Regions from separate parts of the Hordeum vulgare genome. Here region 1 is linked to region 2. The links are chromatin contacts, called in public Hi-C maps. All regions are on one chromosome and are shown on one strand. The core of a region is the stretch at or near the end of the contact, and the rest is flanking DNA. Distances in the headings are between cores, read along the strand shown. Region 1 holds the start of LOC123449234. Region 2 holds the start of LOC123449232.

What was found. A called contact is a pair of places that touch in the nucleus more often than the background predicts.
Region 1: a Hi-C map of leaf shows a contact between it and region 2, with 1.9 times the contacts expected there. The contact joins the promoter of LOC123449234 here to the promoter of LOC123449232 in region 2. A contact is called at or near these places in 2 of 6 Hi-C or Micro-C datasets (leaf and seedling) and 1 of 1 datasets of contacts at active chromatin or transcription factors (embryo).

The regions. Positions count from the first base shown.
Region 1 is chr4H:517,670,891-517,677,903 of MorexV3_pseudomolecules_assembly, reverse strand. LOC123449234 reads right to left here and starts at 1,347. Exons shown (of 5, transcript XR_006631975.1): 1 at 1,001-1,347; 2 at 427-916.
Region 2 is chr4H:516,894,663-516,901,093 of MorexV3_pseudomolecules_assembly, reverse strand. It overlaps LOC123449232, which reads right to left and starts at 2,345. Exons shown (of 2, transcript XM_045126373.1): 1 at 2,020-2,345. The coding sequence starts at 2,132.

The DNA.
Region 1 (7,013 bases), core at 98-2,597, 780 kb before region 2:
GAACCTTCCAAACATAAGTATCATACTTCAATTTAGTTCAGAATATCATACAAATAAACACAATTTTGCCAACCATATTCATAAAAAGAGGCGATGTAATTATAATGCAAATGATTTTGTTATGTTTCGACAGATTTGTGGTGGACTCAATGGATTAGTAAATGAATAAAGTGTTGGACCGGCTGTATTTGTACGTGCAGATTTCTGGTGATGTGCCGGACAGTTTCTCTAATGGTGTAACTACTGGATTCAAGCAATTACGAATTCTTGTATGTGAAGATGTGCCGGACAGTTTCTCTATATGGTGCAACTACCGGATTCAACCAATAGCGAATTCATGTATGTAAAGATATGACGACATGAATGAAATTACGACTTTGTCAAAGCTCATGTATGGTCCAGCTGTATGTAAATTATCAATTGTACCTTTGGCCTTTCGTCGTAGCTCCATGACCGATTCGCGCAGGTAGAACGTTGTGCCATGTAGTCGGATCAGAGGAGAGGTGCAGACAAAGGAGCACACCAGCACACAAGGGGGGAGAACCCGGGGCTAAAACAAGATAACCCCCGTGCGATCTCCCCCCGAGACACAAAAACCATCTTTATTACGGTGGTGGCCTGCCATGCGAGCGCACCCAACATGGCAAAGGCCTCTAGATGTTCACATCTCTTTTTTTCAGCCTTTCCCCTCACCACAAGCACCTCGCTTGTTACATGCTCTTACCTTACGCCACCTCCGATCTCTTAGATCTAATAATTATCGAAATATCATCGAATAATTATCAATACAAGAGCCGTTGTCGCACGAGGTGGAGGCAGACGAGATCCCACGAACTTGCCGGAGAAAACTCTTCGCCCGCCGCCGCGCCAGCTCGAGACCGCCGGGAACAGCCTGATCCGTCGTGAAGCATCAAATCTACAGGTCAAACGGGCACAGAACGTCAGAACACACGGATCAAACCATGCTCAAAGGATGATATGCACGGGAGAAGCTACTCACCAGCAACAGATCCGAGACGCCGGCCTAGCAGATCGGAATGTTCGTGCGCAGATCCAGCTCCCTCGCGTGTTTGCTCCAAGATCGCCGCAAGCTCAGCTCACCGATCAGAAGGAGAAATCTGCGAGTCAGATAGCAAACGGTTGATTCGAATAAATCATGGACGCGGACCTCACCTTGCCCAGGGATCGAAGCGGATTCGATCAGGAAACTGGAGGCCAGGAGGCTGGATCTAGAGGTTTGGGTCCGTGGACGAGGCGTGTTCTACATCTAGAGGGGACAATGGTTGCGTGCCGCGGAGGAGAACGCGGCTAGGTTTTTTTCTGGTGCGGTAGGAGGATATGCGGTGGAGAGGTATTTATCGTCTGGTAGGCCGAAGTGGACGGTCGGGATGGGGTAGTTGGCTTTGGACGGGCGAGATGCGCCACGCGTGGCACGTGTTGATTGGCTGTGACAGCTGGAACGGACCGGTATGCCGCAACTTGCGCGCATTAAACGTCATTGCTTGCGTCATATGCGCACCGGATCCGCTGTGGACGCAGACAACCGGTCCGGACCTGTGGGCAGCGTGACCGTTGACGGTGATTGGCTGCGGCCGTACCTGTCTAGGACTGGGCCGTGTATGCTTTCTTTTTTTTAAGAACTGGGCCGTGTATGCAGTCGACACATACATACACGGGCTTGTGGACGTTTTCGAAAGGGATATCTTATGGCGCGGTGCGCGTCAGGGAATTCCCTATTTGCTGCATTCTACGTTATTTTACTTTTTATTTCTAAGAAACCATTCTATGTTAAATTGACGGAGCTTCGCAGAGACGAGCTAGGCAAAGCGCTCGGTGTGCCTGAGCCCATTATAGTAGCTAAGCATAGCTATTTTGGGCAGTTTTCTAGGGATTTTAGGAACCTTCTACAGATTCACGATCTTTTTTTCTAGAGTAGTTTCTAAAACCTTCTACAAGGTTTCTGAACTGCTTATATAAATACTACTCCGTTTCAAAATTCTTTTCTTAGATTTGTGTAGATATGAATGTATCTAGTCACGTTTTAGTATTTAGATAAATTCATTTTTAGACAAAACTAAGACAAGAATTTTGAAACGGAGGGAGTATTACTTACTCAATTTTCTTAATTTCATTTTCTTTCAAATTTTTATTAGGGGACTACTAGACGTCCATCGATGGTTTTGTAGTAATTATCCGCCATCCGATTAGTCGTTCGATGTACGCGCGTCTACCGTCCAATCACCAACTCGGTCGCCTCCGCCTACCACATAAAATCCTGAAACAAACGTTTCAGTTACAGAAACAAGCACGCTGCTACGCGTCCGTCGGCCGATCTTTTCAAAGGATCGGTCGGGGCGCTAGCCACCATATCTAGTGTTAAAAAGTGGTTGATGGGTCTTTTGCAACATAGATTATGTTGTAAAAAAAGTGCAACAGAGAGCATGTTGCGTAAATGTCCGTAGATTTTTTTGCAATAGAATTTGCTATAGAATATTTTCTCCAACAAGGATCATGTCGCCGAAACACATGTAGATTGTTTTATAACATAGGTTATGTTGCGAAATGTTTTTTGCAACATCGGTTGTGTTGCGGGATATTTTTTGCAACAAAGTTCTTGTAGAAAAAAAAATGCAACAGAGATTTTATTGCAATTATTTTGTGCAACATAGCTGATGTTGCAAAAACTTGTGCAAAGAAAAGAACGAAGGTGTATGAGCATGTTTGAGGTCGCATGGATCAAGGACGATCCAACGACTGTACAGGTGGCAGATTTTCTGATGCAATCAACCGATAGAGCATTAGCTTTTCCTTTTTTGTTATCGCCTATGTTATCTTTTAAATTTTTATTATCGCTTTCTCACCTATGTTATTTTTAATATATTTTTTGACGCTTGCTTCGGTAAACCCTCCTCCCCCTCCCTCACAAATCATATAAGAGTGGTATGGTCATTTGACCATAAGGTATATTCACATCCATAAGTGGCATGTATGGGTTGTAGGCGTACACACCTGTTACACCCCTCCATCTTCGGCCTGGCTCTTTTTTTTCAAACGTAAAAAATAGATGCGTCAAAAATAGATGTGAGATATAGTATTTGAACCCCAAACCTCTTGGTTTATTTTTCCAGGGTAACCAATTAGGTCAGCAAAATTATTGTGCTAAAATACCTTTTTTATTCTTGAAAACTGCTAGCGACCAGACTATTGATGTGTAATTTCTACCAAGCCACTCCAGAAAGGTGTGGTGGGTTTCTCTCGATTGTTTACGGGATAGTAAACTAGAGCCAACAACGTTGTATCTTTTATGGTTATAGCGTGTACGAAAGAACCATGAAAGCTTCCAAAAATTTAGAAAACTAGTCCCTGGTTTCTGGGGTATAAATCCCATAAATCATGTTTTGTTTTCTAGGTAATAAATCACTATACCTAGTTGGTTTGACGGAAGCATTTTTTTCATGCGAACGAAATAAAGTAGTTAGATTATGCAACATTTCTCACAAGGAAGCACCATATGGGCTCTCGAATAATTAACCTTTTTCTCGGTCGATGATTTTCTTGTTGTTGTGTGATAGAAACATAATGCACATATGTTGCAAACAATTTGCAGAGTCATAGATATTACCATGGTTGTTGGCAAATTCTATGTGGCATTTAGTTGCTTCATGCATAATATATAATGCTTCCTTACATTGTCATGCATGCTTCAGTATCAAAGTCGTCATATAACCTAACATGGATGGGTTTTTGGGTGGGTGAGTATAATTAAGGATAGTTTTATGGGTGAGTATAATTAGAAAGGAGTACCGAGCCCCCTAAAAAATTGGAGAAGTTATGGTTGGATGTGGTGAGATAGATGTTATGCAGGCATCCATGGACTTCGAAAGCAATCCATGTTGTGTGGATTGGCGGCATGCAATCGGTCTGACTAATTGATCCCATCACATGCGTGGGACGTGATTTCCTTTATTCTTTTTGTTGTGAATATTTTCAGTTTATTTTTTATTTTTAGTTTTGTTTGTACTTTTTTCTTTGGTTTTAGCGCATAGAGATAGGTTAAGTTAGATTTATACATACGATCTTGAGGTAGATCATTATGTACTATCTACTCCAACACAATTAATACAAGAGAATCAAGGCGTAGGGTTTTACCTCTTTGAGAGGGTATGAAACTGGGTAAACATCATGTCTCTCGTTCGTCCTGTTACCATCAAGTTAAGATCATCAGATTGGGGTCCCCTGCCCGAGATCTGTCGGATGTAGCTCCATCAATGGTGGCCCATGCAGGTCCCAGTTGGTGGTCCAAACAGCTTGATGGCACATCTTTGGATTGACGACATCACTGGCTATGGGAGACCTTCTTCCCGAACAATTTTTTGTCTTCGACAACATCACGCTTGTTGGGCATAGTTTATGCCTAAGTAATTTTGGTGATTGATGACAGTACCGTAAAGGACTAACCGTGTGTGTTAAGGTTTCAGATAACACACGTCAACGACACAAGACGACTCGTCTCCTCATTCATGGAACGGAATCACGACGCTTTCTACGATTCTCTTTATTTGAGTCATAGGAAAGCCGTACTATTAAGAGGGGATCCGTAGTGGAAAGGTTTGGGTGGAATCTATCTTTGCACGCGCACACTTCACATATTCTCCCTTACCTTCATTTTTGGAGCGGCCCCCGCCACTGTGTTTCTTTCCTCCTTGCAAATTGGTCCCCAGCGGTAGTACCGCTGCAGCCAGCGGTAGTACCGCTGGCTGGCGGTACTACCGCCCCTGGTCAGCGGTAGTACCGCTCCAGGAGCTCAGTACCGCATGCCTAGCGGTAATTCGTGGACGGACCTTTTTGCGAAGACTTTCTTGGCGGTGGTAGTGCTTTTGCACTACCAGGGGTCCAGCGGTAGTACCGCTGGGTCCAGCGGTAGTACCGCTAGTCGGCGGTAGTACCGCCCCTGGTCAGCGGTAGTACCACTGGAGTGCCAGCGGTAGTACCGCTGCAGACAGCGGTAGTACCGCTGGATCTCGGGCAGAGAGTGGGAAAACGGTCTGATCCCCCCCACTATATAAAGGGTTCTTCTAGCTGTGGAACCTTATCTCTTACCCTCTCAAGCTCCATTGTTGCTCCCTAAGCTCAAAAGTGCCCGATCTCTCTCCCTAGCCAATCAAACTTGTTGATTCTTTAGGGATTGGTTGAGAAGGCCTAGATCCACACTTCCACCAAGAGAAAAGTTGATTCCCCCACCAATCCCTTGCGGATCTTGTTACTCTTGGGTGTTTGAGCATCCTAGACGGTTGAGGTCACCTCGAAGCCATATTCCATTGTGGTGAAGCTTCGTGGTCTAGTTGGGAGCCTCCAAGCTTTGTGTGGAGTTGCCCCAACCTTGTTTGTAAAGGTTCGGTCACCGCCTTCAAGGGCACCTATAGTGGAATCACGGTACCTTGCATCGTGCGAGGGCGTGAGGAGAATACGGTGGCCTTAGTGACTTTTTGGGGAGCATTGTGCCTCCACACCGCTCCAACGGTGTAACATCCCAAAATTATAAGTTTTGGAATGTTAATATAATTATTATTAGATTGTTTGTTGGTTGCCCGAGTGATTGAAACTTGTGTGAAATTTGAAACTTTTTGAAACTTTTGAATGAGAGGGAATAAAATGACTTTCCCCTTCTCCGGTGAATTCAAATTCAATCTTTTAAAAGCAAAGAGAGAAGATGACATGACTTCTTCAACTATAAATAATTTGAACGGAGATATTCGCATTTGAATTCTTTTGCATTTCCATTTGTTTTCTTCGTGCAAGAAATGCCGGGAAATACATTCTAGAGAGGAGGAACATGACCCTCAAGCCCACGGGCATTTTGAAAGTTATTTGAACCCTAAAACTTAGAGGGTCTTTTGAAAATTATTTGCAAAAGAAAATAAACCTTTTAGGCAATTTTGTGAAAATAATTTTTCTGAAGTTTTTATTTTTGCCGTGGAAAAATGCCCATCATCTATATTTTATTTTTCTGATAATTTTAGTATATAGAAACTCTTTATTTCGAATTGATTTGATTTCCTTTTTATCGTTTTAGTTTCCTAGTTTTAAAAATAGGAAAGGAATCGTTTTTATTAGGAAACTCCAGGTGGCCCATTAAGACTTTCCTTTCACTGGCCCAAGAAGATCATCTTCTTCCTCCTCTCTTCCTCACGTCACAGGAACTTGCCATCCATGGACAGAGGATCTCCACCTCCGGGATTCGCGAAGCACATTCCTTCCCAGCGCCTCCCGTCGCCTCTATAAGAACCCCCTGCGCCTCCTCGTTCCATTCCCCTTGAAACCGTCGCCTCTCCTCGCCTCTACCTCGCGCACCACCTCGCCGGAGTTGACCACCAGAGAACATCACAGGAGCTCCACCTCGCCACCACCTTGCACTCCTCCCCATCGCCAGGAGCTCCTCACCCTTCGCCCCCCTGCAGCCCTCCCTCCACCTCGCCACCACCCCACCCCGTCGGCCACACCCCCTGCTCCCCTCCCCCATCGCCCCGACCAGCAGCTTCCAGGTCCCGTCGGCCCCCCCTGCAGACCCCCTCCACCTCGCCTCCCTCCCCCCAGGAACCTCCACCGCCCCACCCCAACCCTCCTCCGCCGTATCCCCTCCTCCACCTACCCCCACCCCCGTCGGAGTTGCCCCCCCCCTCGCCAGGAGAAGGCCCCAGCCATTGCCAGCGAGGGAGTAACTCCCAGCCACGGTAAGGCCCTTCTTCCTTTTCTTTTTTTTACTTGTTTTGTTTTTTTAGTTTACCCTTAGATCTATTTTTAACGGTATAGATTAGAGTGACTTACCCCTTCGGTTTTCTAAAAAGAACCGGTCCATCAGTTAAGTGAACCAAAGCAATTTTCTTATTTAGCGGCCATCCACTGTTTAGCCTATGCAGCAAACACCCCTTAGCCAATCAGGGACTGCCAGGTAGTTAGTTAGCTTTTATTCTGTTTTTTTTCAGATTTAGTTCAAAAACAGAAAGTTCCAATCT
Region 2 (6,431 bases), core at 1,096-3,595:
AAGCTCGCCACCCAGGGACGCAGCCCAAACCAAACCAACAAGACGAACAACATCATCGAAACTACCACTGAGGACACCACGAGCATACAAGACGACGCCTTCATGAAGGGGAACGACGCCGAGGCGCCATCGTCATCCGATCCGCAAACCAGGATCTAGGGTTTCCCCTGATGCTCGAAGAGGGGCACAGAAAACGGCCATGGCAGCGCTTCCAAGGAAAAGGCACCCGCGGGTATCGCCGCTGCCAGCATCGAAAGGTCGAGCAAGGATTTCGCCCTGCCCAAGTCTGGGCGATCCCAAGCCGTCGGAGCAATAGTCGAGGAGGAGGAAGTCGAGTCGGAGGCCGGAACCGCCATGGCAGGAAGGGGAGCAACGCCTGGCCTCGAAGGAGGCATCGGGCGCTACCGGAAGAATGAGCTAGCCAACATGTTGAAGGGCGAACGAAACACGGAGGTGGACGGGGTTGGGCAGCCGGGAAGAAGGACGCAGGGGTGCGACGATGGCCGAAGACCCGAACGAGCCAAGATCTGAAGAGGAGCACAGATCTGGGCCGCCGGGATTGGAGCTGCAGGGACGCCAGCGAGCCGAAGGAGCTTGAAGGGACGCAGCTCCAGAGGCACACCGGAGTCGAAGCCACACTGGGGTGGATGTCGGACAACCACGGACGCCTGCAAGGGGTGTTTGCAGAGTCGCCGAGACACCGACAAGCCGGATGAGCCAGAAGTAGATGCAGCTAGGTCACGGGGAGTGTCGGATCTGGAGCCGCACCGGCCAACCATGGACACCAGAGGAGGGTGCGGGTCCTCCATGGCCGTCGGGGCCGAAGCCGCACCTACAAGGTATGGGGCGGTGAAGGGAGCTCACGGGCATGCCACACACCCGGCCAGCGAGTTGCAGGAGGCAGCCGCCGTCGGGCAACCACCGAGATGAACTGCCGCCCGAAGCCATGGTCGCAGCCCGCGGGGGGAAGAGCGCCACCGCGGCGCCCCTAGGACCAGCCAGGCCGGCCAAGAAGCCCCGGCCCCGCCCTCCCGGGATCCGGCGCCAGCAACAGCAGGGGTGCTGGCAGTCGCCATGGATCTGGCGCGGAAGGGGGAGTGGGAAGGACGTGCCAACAAAGTCCAGGAGCAGCCGGAGCTCGACGGGAAGGGGGCGGGCAAGGGCCGGGGGCGAAAGGGGGTGGGGACCCCCACCGCCGCCCTCCCGGGATCCGGCGCCGGCAGCAGGGGTGCTGGCGGTCGCCATGGATCTGGCACAGAAGGGAGGAGTGGGAAGGACGTGCCAACGAAGTCCAGGAGCAGCCGGAACCCGACAGGAAGGGGGCGGGCGAGGGTCGGGGGGCGGAGGGGGTGGGGACCCGCCGGAGGCACGCCGGCACCGGTGCGCGGAGGAGGTTGATGGGAAAGGGGGGGGAGGGGGGCGGCATGGAGCCCGGCCAGCTGCGGTGCCCTGCCGCCACCTTCCTGGGAGCCGGCGCGGCTTCGCCGGCCACTCCTACGGTGGCGGCGAGGAGGTGGGGCGGGGTGGGGAAGGGGCCTCCGTGGCGCGGCTAGGGTTCCACCACCGCCGCCAGGGAAGGCCACGCAGGGGTTGCAGGAGGGTTTGGGGCCTTTCGGGTTCACCACCGAAATCAGAGTATCTCAAGAACCGAACGCTTTTACCTCTAATTAGCAGAAAAGATTATGTATTTCCCACTCAATTAATATCTGCTCATGACCACATTACACAATTCCCAAATAATAAAGGTAATTAAAATCCCTTCCTGTCGTCACCGGCAAGAACTAACCAAGAAATAAAATGCGACCACGAGCTATACAGATCAGAGAAGATCTGTATGATCAAGAAAGCAAAACTACACAACATGAGCTGCAATCTATACCGCGAGAATCCGACCAATCCTCATTTTCAATCGAAGATGCGCCCAAAAGGGTCATTCAGTTGAAACCAAACCGCGTGGATTTGAAGAGCATCGCAACAGATGATAGCATAAACAAGAAATCAAGAAGAGGGGAACCGGACCTGGAGGCGATGTGGGGGTTGGGGGAGAAGACGGCGAGGGCCGCGGAGTATGACTGCGCCGACCGGATCTGGTGCTCCCGCAGCTGTTCGACCAGCTTTGCTCGCGTGATCATCTCCTATCCCCGCTACCGATCCTCAAGTTTGAGCACACTAGCAATTTTTTGCCCGGCTGCCAAAATTTTCTGAAATTGGCGGAACGAAGGAAGGATCCGGGACAAAGAAAGAGGCGAGAGAGGAGGAAGAAAGCTGAAGAGGATGGGAGAACAGGGACTCGTATCCTGCGTCCTGCTGTTGGCTGGTAGCGCCGTTGGGTCGTGGATTAATTCTTCAGGGGAAAAAGGATGCGAAGTGGGAAATTGGAGTACTACATACATTTTATGGGATGCCGCTCGAATCATGAAATTTGTGAAATTTTACTAAAAAAATACTTCATCCGTCCGAAAATAAGTGACTTAAAAATGATTAAGTTTTGTATTAACTTTAATACAAAATAGAGTCACTTATTTTAAGATACAGGAAGTATCTTATTCAAAATCGAATGGTTTTGTCGTTGATCTCTTTGCTCGCCATTTTTACATGTCATGTCTTCACTAACTATCACACTGAAACTTTGAAAACTGCATTGCCGTTCTAAGATACTCCCTCATTTCCCATATCTTAGAGTATGGTTAATAGTACACTTGTTGACTATATGATGTTGATATGTTATCTATAACCAAGCTTATAATCGACAAGTATAATAGGTAGATGTAAATAAGCATTGCTTTATTGATATAAGGCTTATCATCTTATCTCACAAAGTGTCTAGGGGCATGTATTACGTTAGTTTGTAAGTACATTATTTTAAATCTTATAGCCCGACTACATCATCTTATTGTACTTGCTCGGCGTATTAGGATTTCACAGAAAAATTAGCACGTTGTTTGTTACAGGCGTCGTCGTACGAGGGAGGCATCTCGACTGGAAAAAAAAGAGGGAGGCAGTATTAAGAAGGAGGGAGTATTTTTTTTCTTTTTTCGATAAATAATATATACTAATATCGTGAGGGTACAAGAGTATTTTTTTCTATGAAGCTTCTACATAGAAAGCCTTCTTTGTTGAGAGATTTTAGCAACCGGGCACATCAGACAATGTTAAACACAGTGTCTTTCGCTGCCAAAAAGTTAAGGACGTACGGGAAATCCTTGAAAAGAAGAATATTATTGACCAAGCATGCGATTTGGATCATGTGGATGAAGTGGCTCTCACACATTGGATCAACATTCCACCATAGGAAACAACAATCATGGACGTTCCAAGTTTCCATAAGACAACGAGGACACGTGCTTGGTGTCTCTGGTGGAGGAGAAGAACATTAACTAATGGGGAATTGACATAAAATGTGAACATGATTGCGATGTTTGTCCAAGTGCTAGCGATGAACTGCACTTTTGCTTGTTTCCCAAAAACATTAGCAAAGAGAGACGGATGGAGTCGTCCTCCCAAGGGTTGGGTGAAGCTCAACGTCGACGGAAATTTTAAAGCGGGTCTCTTGCTTGAATCGCTCGACATTGTGATCAAAAGGAGAAAGGGTGAATTGTTTGTCGCGAGAAACAGAAACTTGACAGGTGCTTCGACGCTTTGAGTGTGGAAGCCATGATATCTCAATTCAGTCCCTCCTTAGCAGCGATAATGGTGATATAAATGACAAGATTGATGGTATTGAAATCTTAGAAGTCAGTACACTAGATAGTGCAGATCGCTCAAATATGTATCTTGCTCATAATGTTGCTATTAGTGGAGACCCATAGATGAAATTTGTAGTATGAGTAAAATGTTGTTGATTAGCTCTCGCATTAGTGGGAAAAGCTTGGTTCATTGCCCCTCCTTAACTTTAAATATAAAAACACAACTTCTCACTAACACAATTGTTTATTTTTGCAAACAGTGGTATGTTTTCACTCGAGGTGGTTCTCTACTCTTAATAGAACAAAGGGGGTAGATACATTTGATTTCATATCTTTTGAGACCTTTGAGTTTAGTATCTCCTGTATCATTACAATATAAGACAAACTTGGTTGCATGGGGATTTATTATTTTTAAGCTTCATGAACTAGCCAATGCAACAAAAGTCTAAACTGATAAAAAGACTAGGCAATCAACATGTACATTTCAACATTTCAACATCCCTTTCAAGTGTGACGTGAAAGTCAACATGTAGATAGACTTAGATTTAAAACTCACGAGGCCTATACGTGGACAAAGGGGGCAACGACAATTTTTTGATAAAATGTGAAAGACAAAACTTGAACTCAAGATCTTGGATCTCGGATATTGTTTTAAGCTTCGTGCACTAGCCAACGCAACCAAAATTCTAAACTCGTGAGAAGGGCTAGAAAATTCACATATACACTTCACCCCCTCTTACATGTGATGTGAAAAATCAACACATGGATAGACTCGAAGATATGGCTCAAGAGGCATATATGTGGGCAAAGGGGGGAAACAATAATTTTGGATAAATTGTGAAGCTAGGACTTGAACTTAAGACATTGAGTATAACAACCCGAGACCGACGCTCCACATGCCTTTTATGTATTCCATTATCATCGTGTTATTTATTCGATTGTCACGTTCATCGTCGCAACATTTTCATTACATCAGCACTCCATTGTCATTATTTTTTCTAAAACATGCATCTGTTCGTAGTTGCATGTTCTCTTTGTTCTCGTTGTTGACGGTTTCGAGAGAAAACACACTCACACGCGCCCGCAACATCTCTAAATATTATTTTTAAAGTGGGAATAAAACATTTAAGGAATGGTTTGAAAGTTGGAGTGCGGTCTTAATATATTGTAGTTAGACCGTCTACCAAATTTTGTCGCATTCGAATGTCGTTTGATACCCGAACGGTTAAACCTATAGCAACACTATAGTCTGTAAAACGTCACACATATACCATGTTCTAAAACTTGTTGTCGGGCTGCCCGTTGTCCCTCACATCTCAAACTGAGCCTCTATGAACAATTCATAGACCCACGCGCATCCTAGCCCGAAAACTCCCCCCGGACCCAAACCCGACGGTCACGACCAATGGGTCCGCATCAACCCCGACCTTTTCCAAACATCTTCCATTTCTCTATTGGAGTCCCCTATCCTATTTATCTTGACCGTCTGATCTAAATCGAATGGTTCCTTTTAGCCCCTAACTAGCCACTCTACCTATTTAAATAGCCGAACCCTAATTTCCAGGGCTCTTGTCCCTTCCATCTCGTCATGTCACCACCCACTCTATTCTCTCTCGGGGTCCCTCTCGAACCAGCTGAAAACCTTCACCTGGTCTGCTCCTTAAATTTCCCTCATGACCAATACATCGACATACCACAACAGCCACCTCGCGACCATGCAAGCCACCACACTCCCGAGCACACCTAACCTCCACTGCGCCACCATCAATCCCCTCACGCGATCGCTCTCCTACCTGCACCCCCGTGCCAACAGGAGCAACAACTCCCGTTCAACCAGCCCGTAGCCCCTAGCTCCCTCTCCTCTGCTCGGTCCATGGGAGACCGTGAGCAGCTAGCCATCATCGGCGGCCGCACTAGCACGTCGTCCCCGCCTCCTACTCCTCCCCTTCTCCTTTCGATACGTCTCCAACATATCTATAATTTTTTATTGTTCCATGCTATAATATTATTATTCTAGGATACTCTTTGGGCATTTTATTTGTTGATTCATATTATTTTTAGCATTAACCTATTAACCTAGTGCCAAGTGTCGGTTGTTGTTTTCTACATGTTTTTGGCTTTTCAGGTTTACAGTACCAAACGGGGTCCAAATACCATGAGACTTTTTGATGATTTTTTTAGACCAAAAGAAGACCTGAAAGTTTGGGGAGAAGGTCGGGGGCCACACGAGGGCCCCACAAGCCAACAAGGTGCGCCCAGGGGGTGGTGGCTCTGATGCCCCATTTTGATCGTACGCTAATCATACGCGCAAATGCATACGACCAAGATTAGGGACTCACGAGAAGATATCACAACACAACTCTGGACACAAATTAAAGTCATGCAAGCTTCATATTACAAGCCAGGGCCTTGAGGGATCGAATACATAAGCTCGAATACACACGAGTCAATGGAAGCAAATAATATCTAAGTACAGACATAAGTAAAGAAGTTTGCCTTAAGAAGGCTAGCGCAAACATAAGCAACGGATCCTCCTAACTACTCAATAGCCTCCACGTAGTAATATGTTGTCGTGGTACTAGTAGTCATCAGCGAGCTCAACTGGCTCCTGGACTCCGTCATCTAGTCGTGGCAATCGTATCAAGGGGGAAAAGGGGAGAAAAACAATGATGAGTACTCATCCAAAGTACTCGCAAGACTAACATACGAACTATGCTAAGTATGCATCAATATCAAAGGAATGGG